Regions from separate parts of the Mus musculus genome. Here all the other regions are linked to region 1. The links are chromatin contacts, called in public promoter capture Hi-C maps. All regions are on one chromosome and are shown on one strand. The core of a region is the stretch at or near the end of the contact, and the rest is flanking DNA. Distances in the headings are between cores, read along the strand shown.

What was found. Promoter capture Hi-C pulls out the DNA fragments that hold promoters and counts their contacts.
Region 2: a promoter capture Hi-C map of pre-B cells shows a contact between it and region 1, with 8 times the contacts expected there. The contact joins the promoter of Apbb1 here to the promoter of Trim30c in region 1. A contact is called at or near these places in 2 of 39 promoter capture datasets (liver and pre-B cells).
Region 3: a contact with region 1 is called in a promoter capture Hi-C map of pre-B cells, with 5 times the contacts expected there. The contact joins the promoter of Trim21 here to the promoter of Trim30c in region 1. A contact is called at or near these places in 5 of 39 promoter capture datasets (the C10 cell line, cranial neural crest, hippocampal neurons and 2 more).

Annotation. Positions count from the first base shown.
Region 1 is chr7:104,397,845-104,402,295 of GRCm38.p6, forward strand. Trim30c (tripartite motif-containing 30C) reads right to left here and starts at 2,934. Exons shown (of 8, transcript NM_001378693.1): 1 at 2,848-2,934.
Region 2 is chr7:105,579,364-105,583,498 of GRCm38.p6, forward strand. It overlaps Apbb1 (amyloid beta (A4) precursor protein-binding, family B, member 1), which reads right to left and starts at 2,128. Exons shown (of 15, transcript NM_001253885.1): 1 at 1,772-2,128.
Region 3 is chr7:102,563,154-102,567,397 of GRCm38.p6, forward strand. Trim21 (tripartite motif-containing 21) reads right to left here and starts at 2,329. Exons shown (of 8, transcript NM_009277.4): 1 at 2,236-2,329; 2 at 1,119-1,187; 3 at 541-972; 4 at 113-208. The coding sequence starts at 936.

The sequences.
Region 1 (4,451 bases), core at 1,684-4,183:
CTTAAGTTGTTTTGGATTTAAGAAGACATTCTAGGTCTGAGAAGATGTTTTTAGATTAATAACGCAAGTTAGGAAAGAAATTGATTTAGACACAGAACTCTGAACTTTCTCCTGAGTTGAAAAATAAAAAAAGAATTGACTTTTTGAATGTAAATCTTACCTAAGAACTTTCATAATTGTTTCAACTCAAGTTGTTTATTGTTATAAGAGAAAAAAAACTTTTTAATTAAACAAAAAAGGGGAAATTTTTGAGGTTTGGTCTGTTGGTATGCATTTTAATGCTAAATTCTGTATCTGAAGTCTAACACTTTGCAGAGAGGAATCTTTTGCCTTAGCAACAGTCTGGCTTGTTTGGGAGGAATTCTGTGCACCCCTCTTGGCCAACAACTCAATTGGATGCAACCCAGTCCTACTATTGGAACCTTGTTCGGTGACAAGAGATTGCCAGCCGAGTTTCCATATCTCTCATCGTTAGTAGACCTCATTAGCTTCACCTCCATATATTTTAGGAATATTTCATTGTACTAGTTTTCCAAACAAGTACTCAAATGTCCCTCAATCTCAACAAAATAAATCTTTTTTCAAGCAACATTAAGGAAAATAAGTACTTTTGTTCAATTGAAACAATAGTCTACAGACAGAAATTGTTTTTTAATTATTGGGGTCGTGATGGCTAAGGAAAACTCCATTTTGTGCTAGGCAACTATTCTCAATTCCTAATTATAAGCTACTGGCCAATTTAACTCTTTGTTCCCCTCCCCAGAATTATAAAACTACTATGAGATAACTAACTCCTTGTTCTGTTTTTTTTTTTTTTTATTTGAGCCCATGTATTGCTGTGTAACAGGAAGTGAAACAGCTCCTCTCTTCTGAGGGGAGTACAAGGAGTTTGTCAGCTACACATCCCACACAAATGAGACATTTATGAAGTCCACTTTTAAATACACTCCCCCAGCCTCCTCTGGGTGACAAGCCTTTGATTTGGCTTCAAGACTTTGAGCTACTAGCACTAATGAATTCACTTCATTATAATTTGAGTTGAGTCTTCGCCATTTCCTGGTTGATTGGAACTCTGGAAAACGTAAAAATGTTTCTTTCCTGATGATGAAATTTCAAGATGCTGATGTCATATGAGAAATGGTCCTTTTTCAAATACTTCTGGCAAATAAATTGTTCTAGGCTTTATATACTGAGTAGTATTATCTGGAGCAGCTTAATGTGTACTGCCTAGACATTTTCAAAGTTAAAAATTGACAACTCTAATATGTGCATTTTAATATCTCCTTATATATAGTGGTAAACAGGTATTTCCCTAGTTCAAAACACAGGTTTCCACAACTAAGAGCTGGAGAGAGCAAAGGGGAAGAGGATGGGCTGGTGACAACCTTCAAAGCCAACCTGGACACCAGCAGGCCTGACCTGTGTCTTCTGTTGTCTACATTAGCTTGCGTGATGCCTGGATTCTTTGCTCCAAGTCCCCTTTTTTTTTTCTTATTTCTCTAGGTCTTTCTATGAGCAGATATCTTTCAGTCTTTTATATCATTAAACTCAATCAGGTGCTTATTTCTTGAACAGTAGAAAAGTCCTGGGGCAGTAATGTTTACCTGTAATCTCTGCAGCTGTGGAGGCTGACACTGGACAATTCCATGAGTTTAGGATGAGATCTATAGGGACATCATGTTCCAAAGGAATAGAAATCTGACACTTCCTGAAAGTGTGCTTCTCCAGTGTTTTTTCTCTCTCATACTCCCTCTGTCTCTCCCTGTGTCTGTCTGCCTGCCTCTGTCTGTCTCCCTTTCTTCCTCTCTCCCTTTCTCCCTTTCTTCCTCTCTCTCTCATTCAAGTACTACAACTTCTAAGAAAAGTGTGTTCAGTGAAGCAGTCAGGTAGAACAGATATTATTATAATCATTTGGCATAGTAAAATACAAAAATCATCTAAGGCTAGTGGCAAATTTCCAAGAACAAGTTAATACATTTTTATGATCAGTTGTTGTTTAACATCTAGTACCTGATTTTCTGTAAATCTTCAAAGCATATATTTGAAGTATTTTTATTCTTTTTATTTAAGGCTTTCTTAAACAATATACGAAAGCCTATTTCCAATGATACATGTGCAGCCATGTAAAATTTTATTGTTGGGAAAGTTTTTAGTTATCAATTCTATCTTATGCATGATTTATAAAGTGAAATGTTGGTTTTTCCAGAGATAAGGCCATGGTTAGTGACCCCATCTCAAGGGATGGTTTCTTACCCATTATTCTTACTTAAGATCTTAGCCTAAGCTATCAGGAACATCTTGTAAATAAAAAAATGAATAAAAAAGATAAAACAGATAAATTGCCATGAGAACTAGGGCTCAATATTTTATTTCAGCCAAGAGTTCCACAACTGGTTCTAGGAGGCCTCCTTCTTTTGAAGTTTTCACCTCAGTCTGTGGAACTTGTCACACAGATTCTACTGAGGTTGGAGTGGCATACATGAATAGGTAGCTGCAGGAAGGTCAGGACTTCTAATCACAGGGACAGAAACATAGGGAATGAATCCATAGAATCATGGGTAAATCCATTATTACTCAGATAAATCTTAAACTTTTGTTTTCAAACTCTGCCCTGGCTCTACTTTTGAGGGAGAGCAGTTTCTCTCTTGGAGCAGGAGATTCATGTGCAACTCAAAATTAAAGATTAGGAAAGAAGAGAGTAAATTTGGAGAAATAACCGGATCTCTTCAGCCCATGAGAGCTATTTCCCCAGGCCACCCTTCCCTCTGACTCCTAGGCCCAGAACACTCAGCAGAAAGCCAGCAGTTCTCCACCTCCCCTTCCTTCTTAGTTTCAAATTAAACTCACCAAAGCAGAGACAGTGCTTTCTTCTAAATTCCTCCCAACTCTGCAGTCTAATATTGTTCTCACACCTTCAAACACCAACCAAATGACCCAGAATCATGGAGAGGAGCAAAGTCTATACCCTGAGAACTTAGTCACTAAGCTTCTAAGAATTTAGTCACGGGCTCTGGTGAACCACAAGAGAAATGAAAGTTAAGACTTTGAGGGGTGGAACTGAGAAAAAGGAACCACAGAACTATCAACCAACAGGGTGGTACCCCATTATTAACTGGGGTTTTACTACCAGAGGGAGTCAGTTGCCTTAGGTCAGCTCTGCCTTCCAGTAACTTGGGACATTTTCAGAGCTACAGGAACTTGTTATGTCACTTGTTCAGACTCATGATACAATCATCCAAAAAGTTCCTGACCCTCTGGAAATCTGCCTGTGATGGAAAGAAAGCTTTCCCCATGGGCTTCTCCTGCACCTGAGCTCCTGTGCTGGCTTTGCCTAGGTGGCAAGTGTGGCCCAAAGGGAAGGAAAAAACAAGACTAGGGACAGAAAGCTGCAGTGTTCCTCTGAGGTTGGAGCTGGACTCTTGTAGGATGAGAACAGGAAGGAAGTTGCAGTTCAGGGAAGCTGCCACACAAGCAAGATTCCTCATCCATCAGGGACAGGATGGGGAGGAGTCATGTGCAGAGCCAGGCAGAAATACCTCACTACCCTCACAGCAGAGAGAGTAGTGAGTTGCAGAGGGCTCTCCAGCTGCCCCATGATGTCCCCAGATTATGTATTCTGTGGCTGAAAAGACCTAGTCCTTTCACAGTGTTGATCTGACCCATGCATTCATTTCCCCCTTCCAGGGCTCCCTCACCAGAATGTCTTAGTTGTTTCCATTTGATTTAGGATTTGTATTAAAGAGCAACAATACTGATGTAACATTCCCTGACTAGAAGGTAGAAATCTGTAGGGTTGTGAATGGGCTTCTCTGGGCCTAGTGTTCACCTAGAACCTAAGTGATGGAGCCCAGTGATGGAACCTAAGCGCTGTACTAAATCAGGTGTGGAGACACACACACGTGTCATCTGTCGTCCTTACTCTTCTACTATTGGGATAAACACCATGACTAGGGCAAGTTATAAAGAAAGTGTTTGACTTGGGGCTCAAGTTAAATGGATTAGAGTTCATGACCACCACAGTGGAGAGCCTGATAACAGGCAGGGAGACACAGTGCTGGAGCAGGAAGTGAGAAGTCACAACTTGAGACACTATCTTGGCACAAACCTGAGGCAGAAAGAGAATGGTGGTGGTGGTCAGAATCTATTGAATCCTGAAAGCTTGCACCCATGCCATACCTTCTCCAAGAATGCCACACTCCTAATCTTTCCTGAACAGTGTCCTGATAACTGAGAACCAAGTATTCAAAAATCTTAGCCTCTGGGGCCATTGTTATTCAAACCAGCACAGGATGCCCCTGCCTTGCAGCTGGCTGCATGAGGATCAGGAGCTCAAAGCCATCCTCAGCCATGGTGACGTCAGGACGGCGTGGGAAACACATGAAACTTTCCCAAGAGAAAAGGAAAGGAGAAAGAAAGGGAGGAGTAAACAATGAAAGAAAGAATGAATGAAA
Region 2 (4,135 bases), core at 878-3,377, 1.2 Mb after region 1:
CCCAACCATGGCCCTCACCCTCTGGCCCCAACTCTTGTCATTGACCTGCCCAGCCTAAGCTGCTTTCTTTGATTCCTGGAAGGCATAAGCATGGTCTGAGCCTCATTTTCCCAACTCTCCCTTTACATTCTAGTTCAAGCTGAATACTCCTAAGAGCATCTTCCCTTGGCCCCTTCTCGCTTAGCCACCCTGACAGCCTAGATTCTGTTCTTCGGATCTTTCAGCGCACCATGCATCTTCCTTCATGATGCTGACTATCTTTACAATGTCATTCTTATTTGACTTCCTGCAAAGACATCACTTCTCTGTGGACGTGAACCCAGTCTATTCTGTTTTCTTATGACATCTTTAGTACCTCTCGCGGTGCCTTGTAAATATTAGGTGCTCAAATCCTATTTGTTAAATGAATAAATGATTGGATGCATTTTTAAAACGACCATTATGAGTGCTGTGTAACTAAGAGGGAATAAACAAGAGCAGTCAGGGGGGCTGTCTTCACTAAGTGTGACAGCAATTGAGCTCCAGTGACATTAGCAGACCTGAGAAATATTGAAGTCGTGGGCATGACAGAGCTTGGTGAGATCTGATGTCGAGAGGTGAGGGTGAATGTTGCTCAGACCCCACCTCACTGTGACCATAACCTGAACTGAATGGACAGATGTCATTGAGAGAGGCTGAAGGAACAACAGACATGTAAGTGAGGTATGAGGGGAACAAGAGATGTTAATTAATTCACCTTGAAATCTGTAGGTTTGGAATTCCTGTTGAACTGTTCAAAAGGATGTCAGAGGACAGTTGAGTATATATGAGTTTGCATTTCAGCAGTGGTCTGGGCCAGACAAATAAATTTGGGACTCAGCAGCTTATATATGAAATTTAAAGAGTTAGACATGCAAGAAATGGTCAAGGGAAAAGGTCAGAGTGAAAGAACGCAGCTCAGGCCAGAATAGCATCACATATGCAGAGACGAGACAAGAGAACACTTCAAAGCAATAGACAGTGCCTAGGAGGAAAACCAGGAAAAAAAATGCTTCAAGGAGACTGACACATACTCAGTGGTAATGGGCTCACAGCCGCCAAGTGTCCATTGGAGTTACAAGGAGGGCTCCAGTGACCTTGCTCAGAAGCTTCGGTGGATGTCAGAGACAGAATGGAGTGGATTTTTAAAATGAATGGGAAATTAGGGGCTCAGAATGCAACCTACAAACAGGACTCGGAAGAGGCTGGAAATAACATCTGAATTGGAGAGGGAAAACTGCTCCTAAGGAGCACTCTAGTCGCTGCTAGGCCTCTCTGTCAGGCTGAGATGGGAACCCCGCCGGTCCCAGGGCACACCCCTCGGTCGCTGAGGACAACAGAATGCAGCTTGACAGATCCCAAGCCTGGGGCTCTAGTCTGGAATCGCACGGCCTGGCTCCTACCCGGATCCAAGTCCCCTTCCCAGCATTAGACGTCCCCTCCCCCACTCTTCTATCGCCCCTCGCTCTCCCCCCCCCCCCCCCGCTCACCCCCTCCTCCCCGCCCCCGCCGGGCATCCTAGAGGATCAAGAAGCAAAGCTTTGGGGAGCGGTCGGTGTTAGGACCAAAGTGATCCTGCGGAGGGTGATTTTGCAGGCCCGCGGTAGGAAGGCGGCGAAGGGAGTTGGGTGGGGGGTAATCAGGCCTGGCTTGGAGACCTGGACTTCTGAGAAGAAGAGGCTGCAAGGGTTAAGGGCTGCTGAGGCTGGGGATCCTGCTCCCGGGGCTGGGCTGGAGACGGAGCAGCACCTACCTGCGCGGCGAGGCCCCAGGCCCAGGTGGCGAAGGTAGCTCAAGCTGCAAGGCTCCCGCAACACCGCAGCTTCTCCATCACAACATCCCCCGCCCAGGAGCGCGCAGGCCGCGAGGCCGCGCCCCGAGCGGCGGAGCCGCGCACGGGAGGGGGAGGGGCGCCATCTTGGCCGGGGCGGGGCGCGCGAGCGAGTGCGAGCCGCACTGGCTGCAGCTGCCCCAGCCGCACCCTGCAGACCCTTGACCCTCGCAAGCCCTGCGTCCCAGGCCTCCTGTCTATCCCCGCACGGCTGCACCCAACTCCCAGGACCCTGCCCAGCTCTCCCCTTCCATGCCACCGTGGACTCACCTCCGCGTCGGTCCTGCACCGACGCCGGGAGACGCGCCTAGAGCACGGAGTCTGATCCGCTAGGGAGGGGGGAAGGAGGAGGGTGGAGAGAGACACGGGTGCTGGGACCGTGGCTGCGCCTCAAGAGGCTGGCAGCCGGCTGCTCTCTGGCTCTTGTGGTAGCACTCCCTGACGTCCTGTGGATAATAATAGCGCGTATTTATTGACCGCTTACTCTGTACCAGGCTCTATGTTCAACCATTTGCTTGCATTCATCCTCAAACCAGCGCTGTGCAATTCCCACAATTGTTGTTCTCGGGATTTGAGAGGCAGGTGCTGACATTCTGAAGGGTAACACGACTTGCCCTCAGTAACAGAGTAAGTGGTTAAACTAAACCAGAACTGAGATATTTCTTACACTCTACCCGTGCCTCTGAATATAAAGCTATGACACAGCGTCCCCCACCCCGCCTCCCCCCCCCCCACTGCACTCCAGGGTAGAAATTAACTCTAGGAAAGGACCAAATGGAGAACTGAGTGGAAATTAAACAGAAATGCTGTACTTGGCTATTTTCCTGTTCACTGCAGGCCCTGGATAGACAATGAGGCAAATCTTAATGGTCAGATCCCTGACATCAAGGGCAAAGAGGGGCAGAAACCCCAAAAGCATTGTCCCCTGAGCTGTGGGCTCGGTGGGCTCTGAACATACTGAAAAACTGATTGGAGATGCATCTAAGTCTAACAGTGCCCAAATCTAAATTTGTTATTTCATCTTATGTTCATCTTCTAAAGAATTTCCCTGACGTGGAAAAGTACACACACACACACACACACACACACACATACTCTTAATGCAGGGTCACTTTATCAATCTCTGGCTTGTTCAAAGCAAGTACTCCAAAGTACTTTGAATATACTTTCATTTATCCCTGGGTAAATATGAATGTTTTAAATTTTTGTTATAGACATTTGCACTTATGTGCAAAAGTGGAGCAGTGTAACAAAACTCCCTATGTCCATCACTCATCTTGTACAGTTACTGACTTGTGGCTAAGAATCCATTGTAATCTGACAAGCACCTAGGAAATACAAACCATGTTGGATCCCAAGCCGGACATAAAGATCCCCAAAAGAATCTGGTTCAGCTGCATCCCACCTGGAAGACACGCACCTGACCTGGATCCTTGAGAAATGAGCACGTGTTACCTAGAAGGACATTCATTCATTCACTCACTCACTCTCAGCAAATAGGTGTATGGTATGACACACTGTCCTTGGTGCTAACACCCAGAAAGCAAAAGAGAGTTCCTGCTTTCATTCAGCTTACAGATTAAAAGAGGGAAGAGACACCACATAGGTAATTAAAATTATGGTGTCTTAAGGAAAAGACACGGGACACTGTGTGTGTCAGGTTATTCTGGCCCAGGAGATTTGGAAGGCTCCCACAGGAAGTAAAGTTTAAGTGTGAGGACAGGATGACATAGAGGTCACACAGAAGAGTAGAAAATTACTCAAAGTAGCAGGAGTACAGGAGGAGTGTGAAGATTGCTGTAGTTTAAAGATGGCCACCCAAACTCACGGTGAGTCGAGAGGGCCATAACCAAGGCCAGCCTGAACCCCAGAAGTCTGCCTCAACCCCTCCCACCCACCCTGGCCCCCCGGAAGTCGTGAAGGTTCAGCTTTTATGGGTGAATTTGTTCGTTCGTGGTTTAATGTATTATAGGGTTGTGTGGAGAACAGGTCTAGTATAAAAGCTAGTTTGTCTGTGTCTTTTTTTTAGCACGTCCCTCTTCTTACCATAGAGATGACCCTGTGCTATCTTAGACCCCCACAGAATCCTAACATCAAGTTGAACCTCACAAAGTGTTCACCTTGATCTTGGACATCCCAGATTCTAGAAATATCAGTAAATACCCTGTCTGTGGTACTTAGTTGTAACCTCAGAAAACAGACTAAGGCAAGTGTGGTGGTACATAAAAATGACAGAGAAGATAGAATAGTGTCAAATCAAGTTGAGCCTTCTATAGTCAGTTCTGA
Region 3 (4,244 bases), core at 1,079-3,578, 1.8 Mb before region 1:
GTCTTGGAGAGTGACCTATATAATAACTCTACCGCCCCTTGGATAGGCACAGTCATGGTTAAGGCTTGCTTGAGGTCAAGACCTGGGACACAGCCCAGCCTACAGCTCTTGCCTTCCAGTCTGTTCTTTGCATCGTGAGATCCATTTCCATCTTCTCGGCCAACTCTTTCCCCTTTCTCAGTTTTTCTAAAGCCACGTGGATCTTCTCCTGTAGAAAAAGATGGCAGGTTAGTCCCCAGGTTGGAGGAGGCAGATGGAAAGACTATGGAAGAAATCTAGTATGTCTTAACAAAAACAGAGTTACACCAATGGGTAACGGGATCTGGGCCACTGCATTTCTAATGTACCCGGGAGCCACGAGGAAGCACGATGCATGACTCCTTTCCCATGGCTTTGCCTCTGCTGCTGAGAAATAAAGTTGTATTCCATACACAAGCTCCTCTCAATGAAGGGAGAAATTATCCCTTCATCCCCCAACTTCTCAGCCACCATTCTGGGGGACAAAGTGGCTATGTTCTTTAGTCTGTGCTAAGGCCTTACCTGGTATACCTTAGCAGCCTCTTCAATAGGGACCCTGGTGTGGTCCCGGTGTTTCCCAGACTGGGCACACACCCAGCAAAGGGCCTGCCCATCTTCCTCACAGAATAGGTGAAGCTTCTCTCCATGCTTCATGCAGTGCGTTTCCTGGGTACTCTTCTTGGTATTCTGGGCTATCTGTTTAAGGTTTTCCACCATGTTGGCTATATGTCTATTGGGCCTGAGGTTTCGGAGCAGAAACTGTTGCCGGCACTCGGGACATGAACTGCCCCCATTCTTCCCAACTTCAAAAATGCATTCCTTGCAAAAGCAATGGCCACATTCGATACTCATAGGCTCCACCATGGGATCCAGGCAGATAGAACAGGTGACCTCCTCCCACATCTTTTCCAGAGACATTTTTGAGGTTGTAGAGGGTGATATCTGCCGTGGAATCTTGAGAGATGCAGAGGGGCGAAGAGATAAAAATGAGAGTTTGTAGGACAAAAGCAAAAGCAAGGCAAACCCCAAACTCCCCCAAATAATGCCAAGGTGGACAAGCGATGACACAGGAGGGAAAGGCAGAAGGCAAAAGCACCAACCTGAATGACAGGAGCCTCTCCTCCGGCCTCACCCACTGAGCAAGCCAGGCAGAAGGGGAAACCGAGTTTCTAGAAGAGACAGAGAAAACTGGTGGGGGTAACGCTGCTAACAGCTCCACCGTCACCACACCCATCCCTGCTTAACCCTCACTGTCTAGGCGTCTCCCATTTCCTTTCTGTCATCTTATGCCTCTACTGCCCAGAGACGTCAGTCATGGCAGTAACGACCATTTACCATATCACCACAGACCCTCCATATTCCAACCAGAGTTAGCTCATACTAGTCTTCATTAATCTTGGCAGAAACCACAGGGGTCAGGCATTAGGAGTCAAGGTTTATGCAGCTATACATCATAGTAGACATTTTGTCAAATATGACAGGCTGCACATATGGTGGTTGTGCAATAGGCAACACAATGCAGCCTAGGTGTGTCATTAGCGACCCCACTCAGGTTCATGTAAGATGTCATTCATTATCCGGAGTACATTGTCTAAGAGTATATGGCCCAGTTATAAGAGTTGCATGTGTGTATATGCATGTTTTTATATATGTATGTACACATATATTGATGTTTTTATATGCAAACTATACTTGTGCACAAATGCATCAATGTAGGCGTGCCCATATGTTCCCCTCTATAAATGTCTATGTACATAACATGCAGGTGTGCTCACCGGTGAACATTTTTGGGGAGCACTCCCTGGGCTCTTCTCTAAGCTGCTCCAAACCTAGTCTCAACTTCCTTTAGGGTGTGGAGTATCTTAAATCCACAGAAATTTCTACATGGATAGCACTCTCCTCAAGCAGGGATCTTCAAGGGGTAAGGGTTTCCCTGAGCTCCCCTCTGGCCTAGGTCACCACCCTGCTTCTCCTGCCCTTGCTAGGACTGTCGTCTCAGCTAGTCCAGGGCACTAGGAAAGTCACTTTCAGAGCCCAGCTTCCACAGGCCAGCATGGGCAGCTCTGCAGGGCTAGGACAAGACAACTCTGATGAAAAGAAGCAGCAGGTGGGTTCGCAAATTCCCGAGTGTGGGGTGCTGATGGGAAGAGGCTCCTTGAATCTGGTGTGGGGATAAAGAGCCCACCTAGGCCGGCCAGGGGTCCCAGTCTCACTCACCTAACCAGGGTCCTCAGCTTTAGTTATGTGCTCCCAGCTTCGCTTTTGCAAGCCTGCAGTCCAAATTTCACTTTCAGTTTCCTCTCAGAGGCAGGTCTAGCAGGAAGAGGGAGGAGCAAGGGGAGGAGTGAGGAGTTGAGTGGCAAGAGGAGGTTAGAGGCAGAGAAGGCGGAGGCTGGGCGGAGACTGGGCAGAGACAGGGCAGAGAGTGGGAGGAGAGAGGTCAGAGGTGCAAGAAACTGACTCCTGGCCACAGGCAGGGAAAAAACTCAGTACCTGTCCTCCTGGGTCTCTCTAAGGCCCCCTTGTCCCCTTTAACAGAATGTAATCTACAGGATATCGATCTTTGACACTGGTCTTTTCTTCTTACCTGGGAGCTTCTGAGAGAAGAGGTCTGAATGGGAGAGGGAGGAGTCACCATCTGTTTCCTACAGGGATGGATAGCTTCCCCCAAGACTGATCCCGCCACCGTCACTGTTTTTTATTAGTATATATTAATTGTACAGAGTACTTGAAGTATACCCATTTCCCACCACTCTGTTGTGTGATTTTGCTCTTTTCAAATAGTTTGGGGCTAGAAATTTATTCTTTATGATGTCAAGGTATGTGTTGTACCAGTGAAGGGAGTTAAGACTTATGGACAATTGATATTGTATTATAACTTGCGCTAAAAACAGCAGTGGAATTTTCCTCGCTATTTATTATATTTAGGAAACAAAACCATTCTGTGATTTGAAATTTCTAGTCCTGTTTAAGAGATCTCTCTTAGTGAAAGGCCGCCAGGCAACATCTACTGTCTAGATTGTGCTGTTGTACTGGGGCTTGGTTCCTGGAGCACAACAGTCCTAGAAAGCAGAATGAAAAAGAGTCAAGCATCCGAAAGGACGAAGACATCTATAAACATCAGAAAACGACTCTGCTTCTACCACGGAAGGTCTGCTGCTATTTCCTGCAGGCAAAGAACTTGGGTCCCAAAATAAGGCAGAGGGTAGAGTCAATGTCTATTTTGCTATTCACCACCAGAGGATGCTCTGTTTCAGTTTACACACTGGATAGAGAGATTAATGCACACCCTAGGGGTGTGCTGATATATACTCTATAATGTGCACACAGGACTACTAACATATTGTACTCAGAGCTGCCTCAGCTCCCACCTTGGTAATTGTTTGAAGACCCCACCTACTGAAGACCCAAACTCCCTTCACTCACAGATAGTACTTTGATATTTCAAACTTCCCTCTCCCTGACAAAATGACCCAAGTCTTTATTTGGGAAGAATTAATGCTATTGATATTATTGTCTAGCACATTATTAGTGTGTTGGTGAAGTGAGATGTTTATACTTTGGGTTTTAATCATATTCTCTACTAACTTGAGTGTGTATTGGCAACCCAAGTTGTCCCTGGTGATATGCAAGTACATTTTGTCCAGGACAGGAAAAGCTTCTTCTACTTATTTCTAATTTAGTGACTTAAGAAGCCCCCAAAAATATGGAAGCAGAAGGAGGACCAGTTGGAAACAAGAAAGGACCAACGGGTGTGGGAGAGGGACAAGAAAGGATGACGGGTGTGGTGGCGCACGCCTTTAATCCCAGCACTCCGGAGGCAGAGGCAGGCGGATTTCTGAGTTCGAGGCTAGCCTGGTCTACAAAGTGAGTTCCAGGACAGCCAGGGCTATACAGAGAAACCCTGTCTCGAAAAACCAAGAAAAACCAAACCAAACCAAAAAGGATGACGGAGGGCTGACCACTTGCTGGTTTTAACAATGTATCAGAATTATAGCCCTTTACTCTCATGGTTAAAGCCTTTGTTGATCCCTATAATAAAATATCACAGATCGAGTAATTCATTAAAAAAAACATACCTTTCTTTTTTATAGTTGTGGAGGATGGGAAGTAAGGCAGCAGCAGACTGGTCTTTCCAGACTTGCTCTTTTCCTCAAAGACAAGGCCTTCTCTTTGTATCCTTTCTTTTTCTTTCTTTCTTTTTTAAAAATAAGGATCCTAATCCA